Regions from separate parts of the Mus musculus genome. Here regions 2 and 3 are each linked to region 1. The links are chromatin contacts, called in public HiChIP or PLAC-seq maps. All regions are on one chromosome and are shown on one strand. The core of a region is the stretch at or near the end of the contact, and the rest is flanking DNA. Distances in the headings are between cores, read along the strand shown.

Region 1 (4,148 bases), core at 716-3,215:
CCCAGGGGCTAGCCAGCATTCTGGTTTTCCAGTCCAACCCTGCTTATTGGTGATAGTGCTGTGTGGTCCCCAGTATCTGGCTTTTCTCTACAGGCCTGACTGGTCTTGCAGCTTCTGGGTGCAAAAGGCTGATTGGTGACATTGGCTGGCTTCCATAATGAAAACACAACCTCCTGCCTCATCAGCTAGCTACCCGTGTTCATTATCAGCTTGGGAAAATTCTTGTAATCACACTTAGCTCTGCCTTCCATCCCTCCTGCTTTCTGGCCTCAGAAGCAGTGGGTCCTGACGTGAACTTGTCCTTGTGTTTTGCTGCTGGCACTGCCTTTCCTACGAGGAGGGCCTGACTTCTTTCTGGAAGATTCCCATGTGAGCTAACATTTCATTCAACAACCCCCTCCCCAACTCCCCCATGCACGTCTTGCCCATCCTGCTTTGGGGCGTCTGTTCATATTTAGAACTTGACCTATCAGGAGTGTCTCCCTGATTTCTGCTTTCTTATGGGTGTCTCCCTTACTTCTAGGCCCATGTCACTGCCTCCTAGTCCGTTGACACCTCTTGTTTCTTCTCTTTCCAGATTCCACTTGTGGTCTTTTTAAAAAAGATTTATTTATTATATGTAAGCACACTGCAGCCATCTTCAGACACACCAGAAGAGGGCATCAGATCCCATTACAGATGGTTGTGAGCCACCATGTGGGTGCTGAGATTTGGATTCAGGACTTCTGGAAGAGCAGTCGGTTCTCTTAACCACCGAGCCATCTCTCCAGCCCCCTACTTACGGTCTTTACAAGTGAGGGAGTCTATCTACCCACTCTTTCCTTTACCTCTAGCCCCTCAGGCTGGGCACAGGCAGAGGAACACCCAACGGAGAGGCCCCCTGGGCTGTTATTTGTACATATTTGAGAAACGGTGGAACCTACCAAGGAAGCACATGTCGCACATGTCAGAGAAGTTCTGAAAGTCTTGAGAATCTCTGGTCCACTCAGGGCTCTTCTAGTATCTTCCCAGTATTGTCTTCCAGAGCCGAAGTTTAGGTGGGGAGAGGTATTCTGAGCACCTTCTCCTACCCTAACAGTACTTCTCTGTCCTGCCTGGGCAGGGGACCTTGGTGGTATCTTTATAGGCTTGTCCTTAGGTTATCTCTGTGTGTCTTCATCCTTTTTTTTTTCAAGCAAAGCAGATTTTTAAAAAAAGATTTATTTATTATTTATTTTTATATGTAAGTACACTGTAGCTGTCTTCAGACACAGCAGAAGAGGGCGTCAGATGTCATTAAGGATGGTTGTGAGCCACCATGTGGTTGCTGGGATTTGAACTCAGGACCTTCAGGAAGAGCTGTCAGTGCTCTTAACCACTGAGCCATCTCTCCAGCCCCTGTGTCTTCATCCTTATAAGACTTTCAGATACTTCACTTTGCTTCCCAGCCACCCCCTCCCCCCCAACACGACCCTGTGCTGTTGCCAGGTGTGCCTCTGGACAGCCAGCTGGTGGTTGGTCATGACTGTATGTGCTCGGGGCCAGTTCGTGGTGGTCTCTAGGGTGACCTTCCTCTAGATGGGGTGTATTCCATGTAGAGGTTTATGTCCTGCTGCCGCTGAATTCTTCTGTCCTGCTGCCACTGAATTCTTCTTCAGCCACTTCTAGAGTAAGAGTTTGGAAGAGAAACAACCCCACCTACACAGGGACAACAGACAGACAGACAGACAGACAGACAGACACACACACACACACACACACCTCTTTTAGAAGCAGGGCTGAACTGACTGCACACACCAGTCCTCTCCGCATTTTAACTTGCGAAACCAAGCTTCTGTTGACAAGGCTCTGCCACTTCTGTAAAGCTGTTAATTTTGGGCAAGGATTCAGGAAGTGGCCACCCCCACGGTCCCCTGAACACAGAAAGAGCCCAGAGCTTCCTTATTTCCACCTCCCAGGGGCAGCCGACTGAATTCATTTTTGTGTGTTTCCAGACTTTTGACTCACCACCGGAGAATTCCCCAAGACTTGCTGAACAAGTGGGTGGGTGAGCAGGGGAGGACATTGGAGGATTACAGGTTTTAGTCTTCCTGTTACTAAGCATCTCCCTGCTTACCGGATCTTAGGGACAATAAATACTTGCTGAGCCTTAAGGAAGGCTGGAAGATCCGAATGAATGGAATGTAGAATGTAGGGTAAAAATCTGCAATTCCAGTCTTACTGTAGATTGCCCTCCTTTGAATCTGAAGGGTCCCGTGCTTAGCTGGTGGATCCTTTGGAGGCTCTGATCTTGAAGGCCTTGAATGGGGTCAGGAGAGGAGAAGTGAAGGGCATGTTTATTGTTTGTTTCAGTTCAGCCGTGCTGAACTTTGAACCCAGAACCCCCACCTGCTAGGCCAGCCCTCTGCTCCCTCTCTAACCCCTCTGTGGGGTCCTTTACTGGGGACATCTTAGGCCTGGAGTACTGATGAGGTGGAGCAGAGGTGGCTTGTGAGTGTGATGTCCTACAGAGGTGGCCTGGACAGCGTTGTGAGGACACTGGTGGATGATAAGTGTTGGATGCTAGGTTAATGTCACATGGTGTGAGGTGGGGACTCTTTGCAGAATATATGAAATAAAGATTTAACTAGTCAGATATAAAAATTATGGTAACTTTTACTTTAATTTTTTTTTTAAGATGTATTTACTTACTTTAGGTATGTGAGTACATCTTCATGAGAGCTCATCTTCAGACTGTAGCTGACTTCAGACACACCAGCAGAGGACATTGCATTCCATTACAGATGGTTGCAAGCCACTATGTGGTTGCTGGGAATTGAACTCAGGACCTCTGGAAGAGCAAGCAGTCAGTGCTTTTAACCTCTGAGCCATCTCTCCAGCCCTTACTTTAATTTTTTTTTTTTTTCGAGACAGGGTTTCTCTGTGTAGCCCTCGGCTGTCCTGAAACTCACTCTGTAGACCAGGCTGGCCTCGAACTCAGAAATCCACCTGCCGAGTGCTGGGATTAAAGGCATGTACCACTACGCCTAGCCCTTATTTTAATTTTTAAGTGACGTGTTTTATCTTTCACTATGAGTCCTTGTACATGTCTGTGTGTATGCACATGTGAGTGCAGGTGCCAGCAGAGGCCAGAAGAGAGTGTTGGATCCTGTGGAGCTAAAGTAAGAGGCAGTAACTGGAAGATGGCTGCTGAAACTGAACTCAGATTCTTCCTCTCTGAGTGCAGTGTGTGCTCTTAACCATTGCGCTGTCATTACTTCTTATTTATTTACTTATTTTACATTACATCATTCTTAGACACTTTGTACAAAAATGTCTTGAAAGAAAATTTCCCTTAGTGTTCTGATTTAAGTTGTATTCCGGAAGACACTACAATTTCTTACTAATGGTTGACTGTCCTGTCCTGAAATATGGTATTTGATTAACCATTGTGAATGACTAGTGTGTGAAGGAATGAATTAATGAGTGACAGCAGGTTGAGACTACTGACCCAAGAGGAGTTGGAGATGTGATGGGTAGCTCTCTGTATTTAAGATGCTGGTTGAAAGGGCCCACGTCCACTGTGGAAAGCCATCTATTTATAAGAACTGGATCCCTCTGTGGTGTTGGACGCTTTCTCTATATCATCAGCCACTGGTCCTTGTAAATCAGCTACTTGACCAGCTCCATGAGACTGTGTGATGGTTTGAAATGGAACTCTCAGATTCTGCGTGGCTGTGGTAGAAGCTTGCGTGAAGTGCTGCTTGACTGGACCTCAGCCCTTTACTTATGGGAGGACCCTTTCCTGGTAGACAGTCTGAACATGAAGCCAGTGTGGGGAGCGCACAAATCCCCCTGTGTAAGTGCCACTCACTCACAGGCCTTCAGAAACAGTCATTCTTCCTTTGAGCTTTTCTTTGTGAGGAGAAAGGGAGTGAGGTGTTAGCAAATGACAGGTTAGGGGTCTGGACATTTGCACAGGAATCTCCTATGAAGTGTACAAAATACTTCGTCCTGGAATTGGGTGGGGTAGCCCATTCTTGTCTCCCTCTTGACTGCTCCCCTGGAACATAGTCGGTACTGTGTTCCTTGTGTCTGGCAGGAGGGGAGTTACAGCTGCGTTTGTGAGAGGCCGGAAGGAACTTATTCAGATCCCTCCCCCCACTCCCCCTCTGTGTAAGCAGAGATGT
Region 2 (4,148 bases), core at 702-3,201, 170 kb before region 1:
TTATGGTATTCATTCCCCAACAAGGCTGCCCTGTCTGGTCTCAGTGAGGGAGGATGTGCCTACTCTGGCAGAAGCTTGATGAGCCAAGGTGAGGGGATACTCAGGAGGGTCTCAACCTCTCAGAGAAGAAAGGAAGAGGGATGGAGGAAGGTCTTTGTGAGGGGGGGCTTACACAGGGGGTAATGTTTAATGTAAATAATGAATTTTTAAAAAAGAATTTATTCATATTATTCCCTTTTAAAACTATGAAAGTTTAAAAAGACTATATAATGACCAATGGATTAGAGCTAATTTATTCAACCTATTCTTCTTTACATTGCTTCTGTTTGGTATTATAAGCAGTTAGTTAAGAAATAAATTTTAAGAATGAATTTATGAAATTCCTAGGCAAATGGATGGACCTGGAGGGCATCATCCTGAGTGAGGTAACCCAATCACAAAGGAACTCACACAATATGTACTCACTGATAAGTGGATATTAGCCCAGAAACTTAGGATACCCAAGATATAAGATACAATTTGCTAAACACATGAAACTCAAGAAGAATGAAGACCAAAGTGTGGACACTTTGCCCCTTCTTAGAATTGGTAACAAAACACCCATGGAAGGAGTTACAGAGACAAAGTTTGGAGCTGTGACGAAAGGATGGACTATCTAGAGACTGCCATATCCAGGGATCCATCCCATAATCAGCTTCCAAACACTGACACCATTGCACACACTAGCAAGATTTTGCTGAAAGGACCCAGATATAGCTGTCTCTTGTGAGACTATGCCGGGGCCTAGCAAACACAGAAGTGGATGCTCACAGTCAGCTATTGGATGGATCACAGGGCCCCCAATGGAGGAGCTAGAGAAAGTACCCAAGGAGCTAAAGGGATCTGCAACCCTATAGGTAGAACAACATTATGAACTAACCAGTACCCCGGAGCTCTTCACTCTAGCTGCATATGTATCAAAAGATGGCCTAGTCAGCCATCACTGGAAAGAGAGGCCCATTGGACATGCAAACTTTAAATGCCCCAGTACAGGGGAACGCCAGGGCCAAAAAGTGGGAGTGGGTGGGTAGGGGAGTGGGTAGGAGGGTATGGGGGACTTTTGGGATAGCATTGGAAATGTAAATGAGGAAAATACCTAATAAAAATATAAAAAAAAAAGAAAGAAAGAAAGAAAGAAATTTTAGAGCCAGGCGTGATGGTGCACGCCTTTAATCCCAGCACTCAGGAGGCAAAGGCAGGCGGATTTCTGAGTTTGAGGCCAGCCTGGTCTACAAAGTGAGTTCCAGGACACCCAGGGCTATACAGAGAAACTCTGTCTCAAAAAAAAAAAAAAAAGAAAAGAAAGAAAGAAAGAGAAAAAAGAAAGAATCTTATTTCTCTTGAAAAAACATTTTTTCATGTGTATTAGCTATTAGTAGTTCTTTCAAGAGCTTTATGTCCAACTCATTTACCTGTTTATTAGTGGACTATTTACTCTTTTGATGTTTGATTTTTGTTGTTGTTGTTATTGTGGTGGTTGTTGTTGTTGTGGTTGTTGTTGTTGTTATTTGTAACCTCCTTCCAGCCTAGCCAGGCTGGTTCAGACCATCCACCACTGAGGCAGAGCCACCTGCTGTGCTGCTTCTCATCACTCTCCTTATATGTTACACTGCCTGCTACCTGCCTGAGGCCAAACCAGTTCTCCAAGATCTTCCAGAGTTAGCTGAGAACTGTGATTTTTGTGAGTTCCTGCTAAAAGACTGTTCTGACAACTTCACAAAAAACTTGGTGTGACTGGGAATGGGCCTCCCCTCTCCTTTAATTACCTAGCAAAGTTAATTTGGAGCTCAGCCTCCACTTCCAGAGAATCTCTGACCTTTCTGCTAATTCTCAAAGCCAGCCCTCCCACCCCCGGAGCTCAAAGCCTGAGCTTGATCATTGCTAATTTGCAACTGAATGGAGTAGCTGAACTTCTTCAAGGAAGCTTTTAAACAGTTGCTTTTTCACTGCCCCACCTTTGTTTCTCAAGCAGATCAGCCACCTTTCAGCCTGACTGCAGCAGGAGTAAAACCTCGCCTTCAACAGCACAGGTGGCAGTTATTATTCTCCATCAAGAAGCATTCTAAGTACATATTGTGGCTTTGGTCTGAATTGGGAGTATGGTGTGCTATGAGGGCCTGACAGTCAATGACGGGCACCAAGAACTCAGAATCATACCAATCTAAGACAGGGGTACATGCCAAAAGGCCGTGGCTATTGATAACACACCACAGGGTCATGTTTCTGTGAAATATGACACAAACTAGCTGCACGTACACTCTATGACAGATAAGGATGATTTGAGAAAATCTAAGATTTCCTAAGACAGGCGGGGCTGCCAGCCACCATAACTCCCAGGCAGGACTATAGAGCATAAATAAATTTTATGCCTCAGTCCAGTTTTGTTTTGTTTAATATTATTTAAAGTGGTGGTGGTGGGGGGGGAATGCAACCTCCTACCAGCCTGGCTGAGAATTGTGATTTTTGTGAGTTCCTGCTGAAAGACTGTTCTGACAACTTCACAAGAAACTTGGTGTGACTGAGAATGGGCCTCCCCTCTCCTTTATAAAGCATGTCTGCCACCATTAAAGTTGAGCCTTGATCAGAATACTGTTTTGGTTCCATTTCTCTCTCTACCTGCCTAGATTCCTTCTTTTCTTTCAGCTCCAAGATGGCTCCCAGGCTCGAACCCAGATATGAGAGCCACAGGCCGACCCCAACAATTGTTTTTAAATGTACATTTTATTTATTTTTTATTTTATTAGATATTTTATTAACATTTCAAATGCTATCCCAAAAGTTCCCTATACCCTCCCCCCACCCTGCTCCCCTACCCACCCACTCCCACTTCTTGGCCCTGGCGTTCCCCTGTACTGGGGCATATAAAGTTTGCCAGACCTAGGGGCCTCTCTTCCCAATGATGGCCAACTAGGCCATCTTCTGCTAATTATGCAGCTAGAGACATGAGCTCTGTGGGTAGTAGTTAGTTCATATTGTTGTTCCACCTATAGGGTTGCAGACCCCTTTAGCTCCTTGGGTACTTTCTCTAGCTCCTCCATTGGGGGCTCTGTGTTCCATCCTATAGATGACTATGAGCATCCACTTCTGTATTTACCAGGCACTGGAATAGCCTCATATGAGACAGCTATATCAGGGTCCCTTCAGCAAAAACTTGCTGGCATATGCGATAGTGTCTGGGTTTGATGGCTGATTATGGGATGGATCTCCAGGTGGGGTAGTCTCTGGATAGTCCATCCTTTCGTCTTAGCTCCAAACTTTGTCTCTGTAACTCCTTTCATGGGTATTTTGTTCCCTATTCTAAGGAGGAATGAAGTATCCACACATTGGTCTTCTTTCTTCTTGATTTTCTTATGTTTTGCAAATTATATCTTGGTTATTCTAAGTTTCTGGGCTAATATCCACTTATCAGTGAGTGGATATCTAGTGACTTCTTTTGTGATTGGGTTACCTCACTAAAGATTGTATCCTCCAGATATATCCATTTGCCCAAGAATTTCATAAATTCATTGTTTTTAATAGCTGAGTAGTACTCCATTGTGTAAATGTACCACATTTTCTGTATCCATTCCTCTGTTGAGGGACATCTGGGTTCTTTCCAGCTTCTGGCTATTATAAATAAGGCTGCTATGAACATAGTAGAGCATGTGTCCTTATTACCAGTTGGAACATCTTCTGGGTATATGCCCAGGAGAAGTATTGCTGGATCTAGCAGTAGTACTATGTCCAGTTTTCTGAGGAACCCCCAGATTGACTTCCAGAGTATTTGTACCAGCTTGCAATTCCACAGCAATAGAGGAGTGTTCCTCTTTCTCCACATCCTTGCCAGCATCTGCTGTATTTTTGATCTTAGCCATTCTGAATGGTGTGAGGTGGAATCTCAGGGTTGTTTTGATTTGCATTTCCCTGATGATTAAGGATGGTGAACATTTTTTCAAGTGCTTCTCAGCCCTTTGGTATTCCTCAGTTGAGAATTCTTTGTTTAACTCTGTACCCCATTTTTTAAATGGGGTTATTTGAATTTCTGGAGTCCAGCTTCTTGAGCTCTTTTTATATATTAGTCCCCTATTGATGTTTGATTTTTATATATTCTAGATATTCATCTCCTGTCA
Region 3 (4,148 bases), core at 627-3,126, 130 kb before region 1:
CCCCAGTCATTTATCCTTAGAACTTTGAATGCACCCTGTGGGATCTCTCTGAAATCTGGCTTCATGCAAATAGGGATTTCCCACCTGTCCCTGCATTATCTATTGTCACAGGGTGTCCTGTTAAAGTAAGACAAGTGGCCTCACCCAGTCATTGGAAGTTGTTAGAAGATAGGGTGTTTTAACAGCATTTCAGATTTCTGTAGATGTCTTTCCCTGGTGATGCAGCAAAACTTGACAAGCAGCAGTTTCTTAAAGCTTGTTTGCCTTGTAAAAATCAAAACCCACATTAACAGTGGGGTGGGGATGGGGAGTTAGAGTGATGGCTCTGTGCTTAAGAGCACTTGCTGCTCTCCCAGTGGACTTGGGTTTGGTTCTTAGCACCCACACCACAGTTTATAACAACCTCTAACTCCAGTTCCAGGGGTCCAGTACCTTCTTTTGACTTCTGAGGGCACCAGGCACACATACCACGCACAGACATACATGCATGCAAAACACTCATACACATAAAAGTATTCTTAAAATCCTTATCAGTGAGTTCACCAATCTCTATGATCCTTACCCAGCGGCCCCTGAATCTCTTGACTGAGTGCAACTATGTAAGGTTGCTTGATAAACACTGACTCACTGAATAAAACAGAATATTGATTTGTTTCATTATTTAATTGAAAAAAAATCCCATTTGCCAAGAGAAACTCCTTCCTATAAAAACAGGGTCCATATAGAAGGCCTGCTTGAAGACATGCGACATAATCATCTCTGTGGCATGGTTTGAATGCCAGGGTTTGAATGTCTAGAAACTCAAAACTCTTGGAAAATTATGCTTATGATAGCATTCCCCTCGGAACATTTTCATCCTGGTAGAGTGAATTAAGTGAATTTTATGTTTCAGATGGCCCAAGCCAGCCTTTTCTGTACCACTTTAAAACTACACTGAGAAGGTACATTGTACACGTCCTCTTTCAATCTCCAGCCTTATACTCTGAGTGAACAGGAGGAGAAAGAAGAGCTAGCAGACAATGAAAAGCAAAGATGTGGCCTTGGGACAAGACCTCCCTCCATCTCTCCTCAGTGAGGTGTTGTGCACCAGTCAAGACACCATGGAAAAGGCCTAATTTTAGGCCTAGCAAAATGCCTAGCACACACCATCTGCCCTGGCCAGTCACAGGCAAGGTGTTTGTGAGTGTAGAGGTGATTACCCACATGTGAGTGTGGGCATGTGGATGAGGCAATGGTTGGGGGGGGGGGGCTTGCATGAGTACAAGTCAGAGTGCAAGCTTGTGTTTTCTCAGCCCTCTTCCGCTACTGTCTCTGAATTTGCCTCCCTTATTACCTTCCCCAGCCCTCTGTGCATCCGATTAAAATTCCATACCCCCCTACCTAAAGTCCCCCAGCTTCACTTCCTTCCCACTGGCAGCCACAGCACTGTGAAGATTTTATATTCCCCTCCTGCCCAGCCCCCAACACACTATGAGCTTAACTTCAGCAGAGCCCACAAAGGCAATCTTAAATCTTGTGCCCTAGCAAGTGTTTCTTCCACTTAGAAATTTTAGTCTCCAGTGCACCTATAGCTTGATGTGTTTCTAGAGAATGTAAGCTCCCCCTGTAACTAATATAAGGAGTGGCCTCACGTGCCCTGTTCTGGGTCATACTCCCCAGGCAGATAGAGGTACCTGTCTGAGAATCTGCTTGAACATGGGCTGAACCCGTGGACAGTGCTGTTGGGTCTACTGCAGGGGTTCTAAGACATTACATTCAAGTTAGATAACAAGAGGGATGGCCAGTTTCAACCCTCTCTGGCTTTCACTTGAGCTGGCTCCATATACATAGCAATAGATCCCTCTTCACAGCACTTACCCGTCCTCCACCTACTCTTGTTAGGGGAGTAATGGATGCACAAGAAGGTCTCTTGTTTTCTTTCTTCCTATGTGGCCACGTATTGTCCCCTTTACAATGGCTGCTCTTCAATTTGCTTTTCCAGCTGAAGATACTGCAGTCACCATCAGGTCTCCTCTAGCTTCCCCTGGGCCTTTGTAGGGCTTCTCTTTGATGTGCTGTCTCATTTGTTTGAGTACCACCGACACTAGATTCTTGCGGCCTTCAATTGAGGGACCAGCTGGGTGGCCTTGCTCTTTTATGCAGAAGTGTTGAGAAAGACCTGTCAAACCCTGGGGATAATTAGCCTTTATTTCTTCTCATTCAGAGAGATTGTCACTCAGCACAGATGTGGCCTGAGGATGGCTGCTTCTCTGAAACACCCCCCACCCCCTGCATTATGGTTACCTGGTGGGTTTGGAATCCGATTTCCATCTTCACAGTCCTTGCTTGAAATGGGACCGTTGTTGCTTCACAAGGCAGTATTTTCTTCAATGAATATAAATATAATCTAACTGTCAAGTGCTATTGTTTGGAAGCTTGAGGATAAGCAAATAATCCTTGGTGGGAAGAGGAGTAAAAACAATAAGATGGGCTTATGGTCCTCCCATGGTCAGAGTAAGTGGTACAGATGTCTCCTTTTAATGTTTATTTGCAGATCTTTGTAGATCTACAGGACTTTGCAAAGGTGGCCCAGAGAAGTTCCAAGGATAGCATGAAAAGCAAAAGGGGACCCTGGTCAGTGTGTGTGTAACTGCATCTTGTTAGCATGTCTGAAGCTACTTGGTCATTGCAATTTTAAGTCTGGCTCAGTTCATAGCATAAGCATCTCTTTCTGTTATCTCTTTGGGCATAGGTCCCCTTAACCACATAACTCTAGAAACCACACATTTGTTTCCTAAGTATCACAGAAAAAGGGAAAGAAAAGCAATGCTCATGTAGCAAAGAAGACACATCTCACCAACTACAACATGCAGGTGGTAATTGCATGGAAAGGTCAGAGCGCATTGTCCAGAGGATGTGCAAGTTATCGAGACACAACACTGCTCGCCTCTCAGCATAGCTTCAGTCAACAGAGTGATGGCCCCCCAGATGATTGGCAGGTTACAGAATGAGAAACAGTACAGTCCATTTGGAAGTTATCTTCACCACTTCTGTACTTTTAGTTTTTATTCTGTCACTCTGTCACATAACATCTCCAAATGTCAACCAATTCATTCTTATCATTCTTACCTATTGCCAGCGTACAACCATACTCACGAAGATTAACAAAATAATGCTCTCCACACGTGCTGTCATTTGGATGAATCTGGAGCAGGCCTGGGCACTGGATTCATAACTGACATTGTGGGCGGGAACCCTAGAGTCCAAAACAGAGCTGATCCTCACAGCTGACTTGAGGAGCCTTCTGGAGAGGCAGTTGAAGCATCCACTGAATACAGCTTGTGTTACCTGTACTCTGTGACCAGTTCAAATGTTTCATGGTGCTCACCATATGCCATATCCCAAGCACTGGCATGTCTCTGCTGTACTGATACTCAGAAGCCTCTGTCCTCTTCTGCCCCTGTCCACATAACCTTGTGTTCTCAGGATCACCTTCTATACTGTCCCAGAGTCCTGGCCTCATTGTACCATCTTTAATTTTAACTTCCTGTGGAAACCTCCCTGATGCCTGCCATCTCTCCAAGCTCTGGGACACACAGTGCCCAATAACCTTTACAGGCAAGTCCTCAGCAAGTCTGCTGAGGACAGTGCTTGCTTACCTACATTTTGCAGCTGATGACAGACAGAGCTATACAGCCTGGATTCCTAACCGACATGGCATGTGGATTTTCATCTTCATGAGATAGGCAGAGGGCTGCTGTGGAATAAGACCCAAAACACACAATTTTCAAACTCAATCTCTGCTCAGTTCCGCCACCACTACGCATATGTCAAAGTCAGAACTTTCCAGATGTTGTGATGGCCTATAGCTTCAATGTTGCCAGGAGGAAGTGTCAATCCTCGGCTAAGAATAAAATGAACAGAAAAAAAAAAAAAAAAAAAGAACAACAACAAAAAAAAACCCAGCAACTTGAAGTTCAAAGCCATCTGAGATTCACTGCAGGTAGATATCTAAGAACAACAAAGCAAAGGTTCTAGCTGTGAACACAGCTCAGTGCCCATCTGAGATACACCTGGCACTCTCATGTACATCGTAGTAAGCACCTGGGACCCTTATTGTTTTTATGAATTAAGAACATGAACCCAAACCACACAAGGGCCCAGTGGAG

The links. HiChIP or PLAC-seq counts read pairs in DNA pulled down with a chosen protein or histone mark.
Region 2: a contact with region 1 is called in an H3K27ac HiChIP or PLAC-seq map of embryonic stem cells, with 11 read pairs. The contact joins two enhancer-like sites. A contact is called at or near these places in 1 of 484 Hi-C or Micro-C datasets (pre-B cells), 5 of 115 datasets of contacts at active chromatin or transcription factors (bone marrow-derived macrophages and embryonic stem cells) and 1 of 9 other capture datasets (liver).
Region 3: an H3K27ac HiChIP or PLAC-seq map of embryonic stem cells shows a contact between it and region 1, with 5 read pairs. The contact joins two enhancer-like sites. A contact is called at or near these places in 1 of 484 Hi-C or Micro-C datasets (embryonic stem cells), 6 of 115 datasets of contacts at active chromatin or transcription factors (the HPC-7 cell line, bone marrow-derived macrophages, double positive thymocytes and 2 more) and 2 of 9 other capture datasets (adipose tissue and liver).

Annotation. Positions count from the first base shown.
Region 1 is chr11:8,587,433-8,591,580 of GRCm38.p6, reverse strand. All of the region lies in intron 3 of Tns3 (tensin 3), which reads left to right. Among named protein-coding and RNA genes, the nearest start is that of Tns3, 75 kb to the left of the region's middle. Within about 2 kb of position 1,965, at least 159 of the 459 cell types and tissues checked have an H3K27ac peak or open chromatin away from gene starts, as enhancers often do. A contact at or near this core is called in embryonic stem cells, where this site is marked.
Region 2 is chr11:8,752,489-8,756,636 of GRCm38.p6, reverse strand. No RefSeq gene overlaps it. Among named protein-coding and RNA genes, the nearest start is that of Gm36772, 45 kb to the left of the region's middle. Within about 2 kb of position 1,951, at least 13 of the 459 cell types and tissues checked have an H3K27ac peak or open chromatin away from gene starts, as enhancers often do. A contact at or near this core is called in embryonic stem cells, where this site is marked.
Region 3 is chr11:8,721,174-8,725,321 of GRCm38.p6, reverse strand. No RefSeq gene overlaps it. Among named protein-coding and RNA genes, the nearest start is that of Tns3, 59 kb to the right of the region's middle. Within about 2 kb of position 1,876, at least 10 of the 459 cell types and tissues checked have an H3K27ac peak or open chromatin away from gene starts, as enhancers often do. A contact at or near this core is called in embryonic stem cells, where this site is marked.